Regions from separate parts of the Drosophila melanogaster genome. Here region 2 is linked to region 1. The links are chromatin contacts, called in public Hi-C maps. All regions are on one chromosome and are shown on one strand. The core of a region is the stretch at or near the end of the contact, and the rest is flanking DNA. Distances in the headings are between cores, read along the strand shown.

What was found. A called contact is a pair of places that touch in the nucleus more often than the background predicts.
Region 2: a Hi-C map of the Kc167 cell line shows a contact between it and region 1, with 2.9 times the contacts expected there. A contact is called at or near these places in 2 of 107 Hi-C or Micro-C datasets (the Kc167 cell line and embryo).

What each region holds. Positions count from the first base shown.
Region 1 is chr3L:3,155,682-3,160,979 of dm6, forward strand. ND-30 (NADH dehydrogenase (ubiquinone) 30 kDa subunit) reads right to left here and starts at 3,897. Exons shown (of 3, transcript NM_139518.3): 1 at 3,728-3,897; 2 at 3,593-3,667; 3 at 2,804-3,534. The coding sequence starts at 3,791. The coding sequence ends at 2,876. BtbVII (BTB-protein-VII) reads left to right here. Exons shown (of 7, transcript NM_139517.3): 6 at 277-1,460; 7 at 1,519-2,727. The coding sequence ends at 1,905. It overlaps CG15812, which reads left to right and starts at 4,310. Exons shown (of 2, transcript NM_079173.5): 1 at 4,310-4,418; 2 at 4,490-5,298. The coding sequence starts at 4,416.
Region 2 is chr3L:8,343,552-8,348,910 of dm6, forward strand. GAPcenA (GTPase activating protein and centrosome-associated) reads left to right here and starts at 3,010. Exons shown (of 9, transcript NM_001104079.4): 1 at 3,010-3,925; 2 at 4,224-4,502; 3 at 4,705-4,888; 4 at 4,951-5,138; 5 at 5,198-5,359. The coding sequence starts at 3,619. CG7182 reads right to left here and starts at 2,831. Exons shown (of 1, transcript NM_001300050.1): 1 at 870-2,831. The coding sequence starts at 2,518. The coding sequence ends at 977. Prim1 (DNA primase subunit 1) reads left to right here. Exons shown (of 3, transcript NM_079248.4): 3 at 1-853. The coding sequence ends at 796.

The DNA.
Region 1 (5,298 bases), core at 2,647-5,146:
CCAATATCGCGATGGAACGAACATTCTAGACTGTAGTCGATGTGCAAGAAACGAATAAACTTTCAAAACTACAACATACTCCACCTGCTCCCCTGGCTTCATTTCACTTTTCCCATTCAGAAGGACACGGTTGCGAATAGTTTCAATTGAAATGATTTGGAAATGATGGACCCAACATATTCGCAATATTCATATTTCATAATGAATCTTGGGCAACCGTATCCACGCTTTTTAGGCCGGTTCAAAAACTAATCCTTTGACACTATTTTCTTACAGAACCCAGTCCGGCGCATGCTCCTCATCCGCCACATCCTCCGCTGGGGGCTGCGAGCAGCAGCAGCGGTGGCAGCGGAAGCTTCGAGCGCTCCTTCAGCATCGGAGGCGTCGGATCCGTCGAATGTGATCCAGATGGTACGCCCAGTTCGCCAGCGGTGATGGGCACCAAGCGCAACCGGGTGCTCACCCGTCAGCCGAGGGTGAAGCGGGACAGTGACAGCATCTCGTCCACGAATCAGATATCCCCGGATACGGCTGCCACGACGCTCGACTTTGATCCATTCAATGCTGCGGGCGCCACGAGTGCCACGGCCAGAGATTACTCTACGACGGGCTCGCATCATCTGCACCATCAGTCAGCTGTGCACCACCATCATCACCTGCTAACCGTTCCACCGCGGATCGAGCGCCATGCCTCTGAACCGGCACCCAGTTTGGCCCCCTCCACGCCGCACCTGCTCAGCGTGCCGTCCAGCACTCCCTATCTCATCAAGCAGCACTCGGATCCGTTGCTGCCTCGCCAGTCCGCACTGCACATGGCCGGATCCGGTTCTGGATCCAGTTCCGCGATGGCAACTGGCAGCAATCCGTTTGCCCCGCTGCACCGCCAATACTCGCATCCGTTGTCGGGTTCAAATGCCAGCTATGTCACTCCGGCGCCGCTTCACCATCCGCACCACATCTCACTGCCCGAGTCCATCTACGCCTCGGGGTCTCCGCCGCCGGCCGGCTCCTCGCAATACCTGGTGCCCACGCGCGTAGTGGCCTGTCCAGTGGTTTCTAGTGAAACGGCGGCAACGCCCACTAATGCCAGTCCCGGCTCCTCGTCGACAGTGTCGGCGGCCGTGTCTGTGGTTACCTCACCCAATGCGGGGCTACAGAACAGCGCCAGTAGGCATCCGTTGTCGCCCACTTTCTCCATTGGATCTGATGTGGCACACGAGCGAAGGTCTCCGCACTCTCCCTCCATCAGCAGATCGCAAGTCGTGGAGCGGGCGGGGAAGAATCCAGCAGAGGCCGCCAACGGAGGCGGTTCGAGGCTGCGGACTTCCAAGTCTGCCTCGGGCTCCATCACTGGCACCCATCTGCATCCCGGCCAGGCCACCATGAGCAGTTCGTTTGAGCATTTGCCCACGCTGCGTGTCAAGAACGAGGAACTGCAGCGATCGGTGTCTTCACCTCAGGTGAGTTGGATGTGTACCCGACCGAAAGATCACTCACACTGACTTACCTTTGTTGCAGACCCAACGGGAGATCATCACTCTCGAGAATCCGCGTTCTAGTCATTGTCCGGTCATTCGACCGGGTCCGGCGCTGGGCTGCAACTTCTGTTGGAACACCATCGACGGGCATGGACGCATTTTGCGCCGCAAAACGAAATACCATTGCCCGGAGTGCCAGACGAATTTGTGCATTGTGCCCTGTTTCCAGGAGTATCACGAGCGGCTGAACAACGAGGCGGCCGCTGCATCCAGTGGAGCGGCAGCGGGCGATAATCAGCTGAGCAGCAGCACGACGGGATCGGGGAGCAGCAGCAGTGGCAAGGCATCGCCGTACGTCTCCTCTGCCGGCAGTAGCAGCAGTGGAGCGGGTGCAGCTCGTCATTATACCAAGACGGAATCGATATAATCTGGAGCTGCCGTGACCAAGCCCGCATATTTGTATTTGTGACAGGACGGCCGCCGAAAGGTTGACCTCCATCAGACTAGAAGCCACGCATTGCTCGTCCTTCATTCTGGAACATGGTCCACACATGGCCGTCTGTCGAATTTGTTTTTTTGTCAGCAGGAAGCGCGAAAAACGCGCGCTCACGAACTGCACCCAAATTTTCATTTGTTGTCCCAGTCCCACTGTGCATCCGGCCCGGAGTCCGGGCACATGGACTGCGAGAGAGGGCGCCAGGTGGCGCCAGAGAATTGTTTTTTGAGCCGTGCCCAGATGCACGCTGCCATTGTAAAGTAACGAAAATCTTTTGGAACACCGTCGGAATGCGGGGTGAAAACTTTTTTAAATCGCTAAATGTAATAATATGTTTATGTGTGTGTATCTATGTACTATATGTGTATGTTCTTGTACAAAAAAAAAACCGAACTAAAATCTAACAAAAATAAAACGTTGACGACGGTGCAGCTCGAAGCTCGAATTACGATAAGGTTTTCACCAAGTACAACTATCACTACCACTACCCCAATCCGCTCCGGCCTAAACTTAAGTACGTCCTTGCACCTGTACTTTCGCCGGGCACCGCTGCGCAGGCGCACGAATTGTCTAGTGGCCCACACTTGTTTTACTTAACGTTTTATATCTATGTATGTATGTACGTATATGCACATGGCCCTCGAGGAGGTTTTCGGATGTGCTAGATCCGGCGAATTCGTTTAATTCTCAGTGTAAACTACCATGTATGTAAACAATACGGAAATCAATAAATACTTGTGACCCTCTGGTTTGATACGAATTGCGTTTTCATGTGGAAGTAGTTTAGGAACGAGCCAAGAAAGCTAAATAGCTAAGTAGACCGTCGTTTCCATTATGTTTAAACATCTCATAGTGATCACGTTTTATTGATCTAATTACCATTTAACAAACCGACTTCGGATTACTTCTTGGCTGGAGCCTGTGGCGGAACTACCTCGGCGGGGGGATTAGCGTTGCGGAAGTTGGGGAACTGTTCCCAAGGCGCCGACAAGTCAAACTTCCTGAACTCCTGGGCCAACTCCAAGGGCTCGCAGACGACTCGCTTCTTCTCATCATCGTAGCGCAGCTCTACGTAGCCGGACAGCGGGAAGTCGCGGCGCTGGGGATGTCCCTCAAAACCGTAATCGGTCAGGATGCGGCGCAAGTCGGGATGGTTGGCAAAGAACACGCCGTACATGTCCCAGATCTCACGTTCGTACCAGTTGGCCGCCTTATGCACCTCGCAGGCGGAGTCCAGAGGAGTCAGCTCATCGGTGTAGGTCTTAACGCGGATGCGCGAATTGTAGCGCAGCGAGAGCAAATTGTAGACCACCTCGAATCGGTTCTTGCGACAGGGCACATCCACGCCGGCAATGTCAACCAGGTTGGTAAACTGCGCCTGATGATGATCCTTAAGGAACTGCAGCACGGGCACCACGCCCTCTGGCGCAATAAGCACCTCCAGCTCATCGCCGGCGGTCAGCTGCACCTTCTGCACGTACTTGGGCAGGCACTCGGCCACATAGCGCCCGAAATCGGAGAGATGCGAGCGAGCGACTGCGTCCGGCTGGCGGACAGTGGCTGTGGGTGGAATGTCTTACATGTAATTGACACCGCGATAAAGTCGACTTTTACCTACGCTTATCCGCCTTCTTAGGCTCCACTGGCGTTGTACTGGCCATCCGAAGAGCAGTGGATCCAGCAGCGGGCACCACTGATTGTTGAAGGGTTAGAATAGATCAGTTGAAGCTCTAGAGGCAAGGCATTTACCAACCATGTTTGGCCGACAGAGCGGCGACTGCGGCACGGGCACCCAGATTCCTGATTAAGGCCGCCATTCTACAAACTGTTCAATATAAATTCAACAATTTGCTCCGTTTTTGACAATTTATGTAATGCTAAAATGTCAATATAGTTGTTGGAGCCTAGGGTTGTCAGTGCGCCAAATTAATCTACTCGACAGCCCTACTTCGGTATTTTGACAATTTCGGTACAACACAAATACCGCACATACATTATTGTATTTCGTGTACGTTAACACCGAATTATTCTTCATTAAAAACCTCAACATTTTTTTGGAATATTTGCTTAAATGATTTATATAAAAAATAAATATACCCTACTACTTGATTTATTATTTAATTAAAAATACCAACACGTTCCTTGAAGTACAGCAGATGGAAAACATTTACAATTATTCTTCATTACCAACCACAAAACTTTTCTAGAATATTTGGTTAAATGATTTTTAAAAAAAAGAAATGTACCCTACTACTTCATTTATTATTTCATTAAAAATACCAACACGTTCCTTGAAGTACATCTCATGGAAAACATACCGAAATACCGAGATCTTAGGTGCATTCGACTACCCTGGCTGAAAACTGTGACAACGCGTTGCGTTTGGAATTGCGAGAATTGAAAACTTCTTGGAAATCAATTGGAAATCAAAACACAACAAGATGGTAAGTGAAACGCGTCCTCCCAAATCCCCGGGATAAGTGAAATTTAAATCTACAATCGTCGCCGTTTGCAGAATCATCTTAAGTGGATGGGCCACTCATCCACGATAATGGACATCCAGCGCTCGCTGCGTAATGATAATCAGCACTGCGAGGTGGTGCTGGCCTCCAGGGACGGCGTTCGAGTGCGCGCCCATCTATTCGTGCTAAGCACTTGCAGCGAACTGATGCGCAACCTCCTGGTGGACGTTCCGCGCGGCCAGGAGGCAACCATAATGCTGCCCGACATCCGCGGAGATTTGCTGGAGTGCATGCTGTCCTTCATTTACATGGGCGAGACTAGCCTGCCCTCCGCGTCGCTCCCCGAGTTCCTGGAGGCCATTAACCTCCTCGGCATCAAATCTGCCATCAGCTTTGAGTGCAATCCATCGGCTAGTCCACCCAGTGTCGATGTAGAGAACCATTCGTTAGCCGTGGAGTCGGCCAAGTCCATTACAGGACTCCAAATCGCTGAGGCCGAGCTGCTGGACGACGAGGAAGAGCCACATCCGATGGTCTCCGTCCCAGCCACTACACTCGCGGGTTCTCAACACCAGCCCAGCCATTCCAGTCGGTCATTGGAGTACATTGATGTCTACGAGCCGCCGAAGATCACCTACTCCATCGAGCACATGGACGGAAGTTCCAGCGGCAACCAATTTATACTCACCGAGAACACGGGCACTTTCACCATAACGCAGTCAGCATCGAGTTTGTCCAAAATTGAGGCAGATGAAACGGGTACCAGTGGCGCTGAAGTGGACCTGGGCGATGATGACGTGGATGCGGACCTTGCTGAGGATTCTGAGGAGCACGAATCACAAATGATCGACGAGGAGTTCGC
Region 2 (5,359 bases), core at 1,760-4,259, 5.2 Mb after region 1:
CTGGATTTTCTCAGGTAGACGAGGTATCCATTGCTGGGTTTGCGACTACCAAGCCCGTCACTTGGACGGACGTGGTCGCTATGCTGTGGCGGAATACCTTAACATTATTACCTATGCCAGTTTCGCGGGCGGCAATTCACCCAGATGTTCAATGGGAGACCGACCGCATCATAGCCTAAAGAGAGCCTTAAAGATAGTGGAGCCCATGTTCGAGGAGATTGTACTAGAGGATCAGAATCTTTTTGGAACTCCCAAGGGAGTTACCAAACTTCTTAACATGGTCCACGATGACGCTGCGCGTGGCGAACTAGAATCTTATATGCAAAAGAATTTGGAGGATGGAGCACACTCGCGACTCGTTTGGGAGAGCTTCATTAAGTACGCCAACTCTATGAGAACATCCACGACAAGTGCCTGGAGTCGCAAGCTGAAGAACATTGTAGCCGAAATCCAGCTTGGACTGCTCTATCCTCGTTTGGACATCAATGTCACTAGGGGATTCAATCATTTGCTAAAGGCACCGTTTTGCATTCATCCAGCCACTGGAAAAGTGTGCGTTCCGTTTAGTGTGAGTGCTGTGGCCAAGTTTGATCCCACCACAGTGCCGACGATCACCCAGTTGCTTCACGAGATCAACGCTTTCGATGATAAGAGCAAGAGCTACATGGAGGCGCCGGAGGATAAGAGCCGCATCAAGGATCACAAGAAGACTAGCATGTTCAAGGGTGTCGTGGTTTTCGAGGAGTTCCTGCGAAAACTGGAGCGCAGCCAGAAATCTGCCAGCTTGCAGTTTTGATTCTAATTTTACAAACTAACATAAGAAAATAAAAGGTTAATGAATATTTCAGTATGCATACACTTTCTCGTTTGCCGCTTGCGTATTTATCTTTATTAAGTTTTTGTATTGTAATCATTAGGCTAGCAACAATAAATAGTCTAGGCGACATCGCACCGGTTCCGGTTCACAATCCGGCTCTCACATGCAGCGCAGTCGCACCAGCGGCACCACGTTGCCGTCCTTATCGTCCACATCTACCTCAACCTCTAGCTGGTAAAGCCCATCCTCCGGTATCGTGCTGTCGGGCAGACGGGCCAGGATCTCGCTCTCCCCGGTGCGCAGCTTAAACGAAGCAGCTGCTTTGCTTACGTCGTCACCCTTTCCCTCCTCTGATTGGGGCAGTGATATCCGTATTTTGGCAGGCAGAACGCTCCCCCTGCCCAGGACCAATTTGGCGTTGGATTCGTCATTACCGTGCCAAATGAAGAGGTCATCCTCAGCCACCACGCAATCCTCCTCCTTGTGAAGCTGCTGTTCGAGGGGGTCAATCAGGCACACAGCTTGGCGCGCGCAGCCGATGGCCACAACCTCGTCCGCCGAATGGCTGTTGTGGAGCTTGGCATCCGGGAAGCGGGCTCCCACTGCCGCCTGAAGCTTGGGGATTTGCATTGTGGCGCCTAGTAGAACGATGTCATCTATTTTACTCAACCCGGGATGCTCCTTTTGCGCCTGCTCCACACACTCGCCTAGCTGCTGGATGAGGTTATTGATCACTGGCTGTATGAGGCTCTCGAAGCGAGCACGCGACATCTGGGCATTGTAATCAACGCCGTCCATCAGGGAGTCGATATAAAGTTGCGTGGAAGGCATCGTGGTCAGGATGTGTTTGCAATTGGCGGCGGCAGTGCGTATTTTGGCCACTGAGCGGCGAGACTCATGCGGATCTAGCTTGTACTTGCGACGGAACTCCTCGCAAATAAACTGCACCAAGGCCTCGGTGAATTGCCGGCCACCGATGGGGAAGGGTCCGAAAGTGGCCAGCTGAACGAACAGGCCATTTTGGACGGAGTAGAATGCGATGTCGCTATATAAGCCACCGCATTTGATTGTCAGCACATGGCGGCGCTGTTCCGTCTGCTCCTCGCCGATGCTATAGCCTAGAACGGCGGCCGTGGGTTCGGTTATAATCTGGGCCACATGGAAGCCAGCGGTTTGAGCGGCATCTGCTAGCAGTTTGTAGGCCGAGGCGGGATAGTAGCTGGGTATGGATAGCACGGCAATGGGCGCCTGCTCCCCGTCCGTGTGATATTGATGGGCCAGCTCCAGCTCAGCGCGCAGCAGCTCCACCGTCACCTGATAGGCGCTGAGGTCCTTGGTCACAACTCTATCGTCTTGGTCCTCCCTGTCGGAGGGTACAGTGTGCTCCATCCGGAACACCAGCTCCTCCTTGTCAAAGTCGCAGGGTATTTCACGCAGCGCACTGGACAGTTTCTCCTCCGTGAGCTCTTCCTTGGGCTGAAGCAACTGAAAGCTGTGCGCCACCGCCTGGCGCGGACGGTTGGCCATCTTCTGCTTGGCCGTGAGGCCACATTCGATCTCCGAGGCTCCGTCCCAGAGAAGGCACGCTTGGGACACTCGGTCGCCCTGTTTGTTGGCGATCACCTCCGCCTTGCCATCCGCGCGCACATGGGCGATGCAAAGCGTGCTGTTGCCAATCTTAATGCCAAATCGCGGCCACATCTTTTGGGAGTCGGAATCGGAGTCAGAAGTACCCGGACTTAAGGAATTATCTTAACAAAATGCAACGAATAAACGCGCACGTTTTTTTCCAGCACGCGCGGTAGTGTTGTGTAGCAGAGTATTTGGCAACACTGGCGGGGTATTATGTCACGGCGATGACACTTTTTCGATATGTACTATATGTTTAATATGTTCTCAATATTTTCCATACATCACATACCTTTATAGATTTGGTTCTTTGAATTACAATTTAAAAATTTATTTATATTTATTTAAATTTATTCAAGACAAGTCATTTCAGTCAAAGACAACTTTGTAATGCTATTGGATTATTTAGATTGCCATATAAGCATATGGCAATATGCATAGAAAAGAAAATAACTAGTCGATTAAGTCGATAGGTACACTTATTAACACTTTCAAAAGAAGTATTGAATAACGTTAAAGCAGCTGTTTCCTTTCGATAGGAATCGACCTACTGCAGGTCATCACTAGCAAAAAAATATGTAAACAAAACAGACGGAAAATTGCAAGAAAATTGCTAAAAACCCGATAAAAACACAACAATAAAGGGTCAAAACAATGTACTACAGTTCTGCGGAGTGTAGGCTATAATATAAAAACCAAAGTGTAAGCTCAAAGCAGCTGCACGCACTAAAATAACAAAAAAATCCATAGGAATCCAAGCGCAGAGGCTACAGAGACAAACTGTTGACCCCGCCGACCCCACCGTCCACCACCCCCTTGAAGGCCCAACCCCTCCAGTTCCCACGCGAATTGGGCACTGTGTGACATACATGCGCGTGTGTGTACGCCCCCAAAACGCCAAGCAAACCGTACCGATTCGTCATCGATTTACGGCGGAACCAAGCCAAACAATGCGACTCCGCTGAAAATTGGACAAATTGAAAACGAAATCTATTAAAAGCGAGTGCGAGTACGAGTGCGTGGCCTTGGAACAGAAATTGATTTGTTTACCTGCCCTGAAAATGCGCAATTCGTAGGGCTTAAGAATAAAGAAAGTCCGAATATATCACACACACAACAAAGAGTAACCCATTTGGGAGTGCCTGGAACTGAGGCAACCTTGAGTGTTCGGAATGGATGATAATCTGAGCACCAAGTCCTCGGAATCCTCGATAACAACCAGCGGGGAGTACGAAATAGTTACCGACAGCAATGTGGCCAGTCCCATGGAGCAGGTGAAGCAGGTTGTCAACCAGGAGGGAACTCAGCCTGAAGTGGGTGGCAAACCGCCCACTTCGCTGAGTGCTCTGGCTCTGTCCTCCCCCGAGGCTGGGGGAGATCGCTCGCCCACTCTGGACATGGCCCACAATCGCAACCTAAGCGACATGCAGCACGAGATGACGGACGCCCTCAAAGATCTGGAGTTGGAACGCGGCGTAGGTGAGTAAAGAAACACAACTGAGAGGGTGAATTGGGTTGCCCTGGGTAGCCTAAAGTAAACTCAGTCGTTGCCCAACGCCAGCTGTGCACACAACGTCGCGGTCGCTCCACTATTGGAAACATCAAACGATTGCTAAGCCTAACCAGCTGCAATCTTATCGGCGCAGAGCCGTAGTGCTACGCTGTCATGGAAACAACGACAAACAAACCGAATAATAATACTTTCCTTAAACAAAATTCCGCATAATTCGGCATTTGTTATTGCTCGTCGCGTAATTGACAATTAACATATTTGCAGCTGCCAGTGGGGAGAAGTCAGCGCAACGTCTCCCGAGTCATCAGCAAAAGTCCCTGACCCTACCGCTCACGGGCTCCGGCGGGGGATCTGTCGATCCCGAGATGCGTTTCCCCTGCACCTTGTTCACGCCCAAAAGCGAGGAGACCCTCGACGATGCATCCAGCTCAAACAGAGTGGGTCATTCAGTGTTCTATGACTGCATAGACGCTAGCCCCGCCTGCGTGGAGGAAAAACAGGATGCCATGAAGCCGGAGAAGGGCGACACCACCGACGAGGAGGGTGAGTAGATCTCTTAAGTTAGTTAAAATCCCAAAAATTAAGGGGTACATTTGCCTATAAATTCTGTTCATTTTACGAAAGCCTATATACTCACAGAGTTCTTTATTATTTGTTCTATATTGTGTTCCTAGGCTCCTAAAGCTGAAATCTATGTTTAGTGTAATTATTGAAATTTAATTGACCATGTGTTTTTCACTTTCAGTTTCTGAAATCGATCAGGGCTGCACCATATTTTCCGGAGTCACCTACCTGGGCGCAGCCAACATTAATGCCCCAAAATCCGAGACGGAGGTTTATCGCATCATGGGCGAGCTAAATAGTGGCTCAAAGTCGGTGGGCCTGAAGATCACTGTGAGCATACCCAATTGCTCAGAAGGCCTGGTTGTGTGAGTAAAGTTTTTACTGCCCCTTGAATTACTCACTGAGCGTCATCATGCTGCTATTACAGCCTCCACGATGCCGAGAGCAATACTATTATTGCCACCTATGAGATATCCAGCATTATCTTGTACTATCGAGGACCAGTGGATACGGTGGAAAACGGATGCTTTGCATTCACTTGGCTTCACGGCGATGCATTGTTTCAGTGCCATGTGTTTCGGTGCCATATTCCCGAAGCGGTTAATCAAGTCAGCGGTGAGTCAGATCATACAGTGATTTCATCCCACCGATTTATTCAAAATCTTCGCCCGCAGCCTGCTTCCAGAAGGCATTCCAGACTTATCCGCCCAGCATGAGTTGCAGCCTTAATTCGGCCGTTGACATGGCCAACTCGGTAACCTCCGATGTAAGCGGAAATCCTTTAAACACGGCTGGGTATGAGTTCATAGTCTCCTTAGAGATCCGTGAGCGAGTGG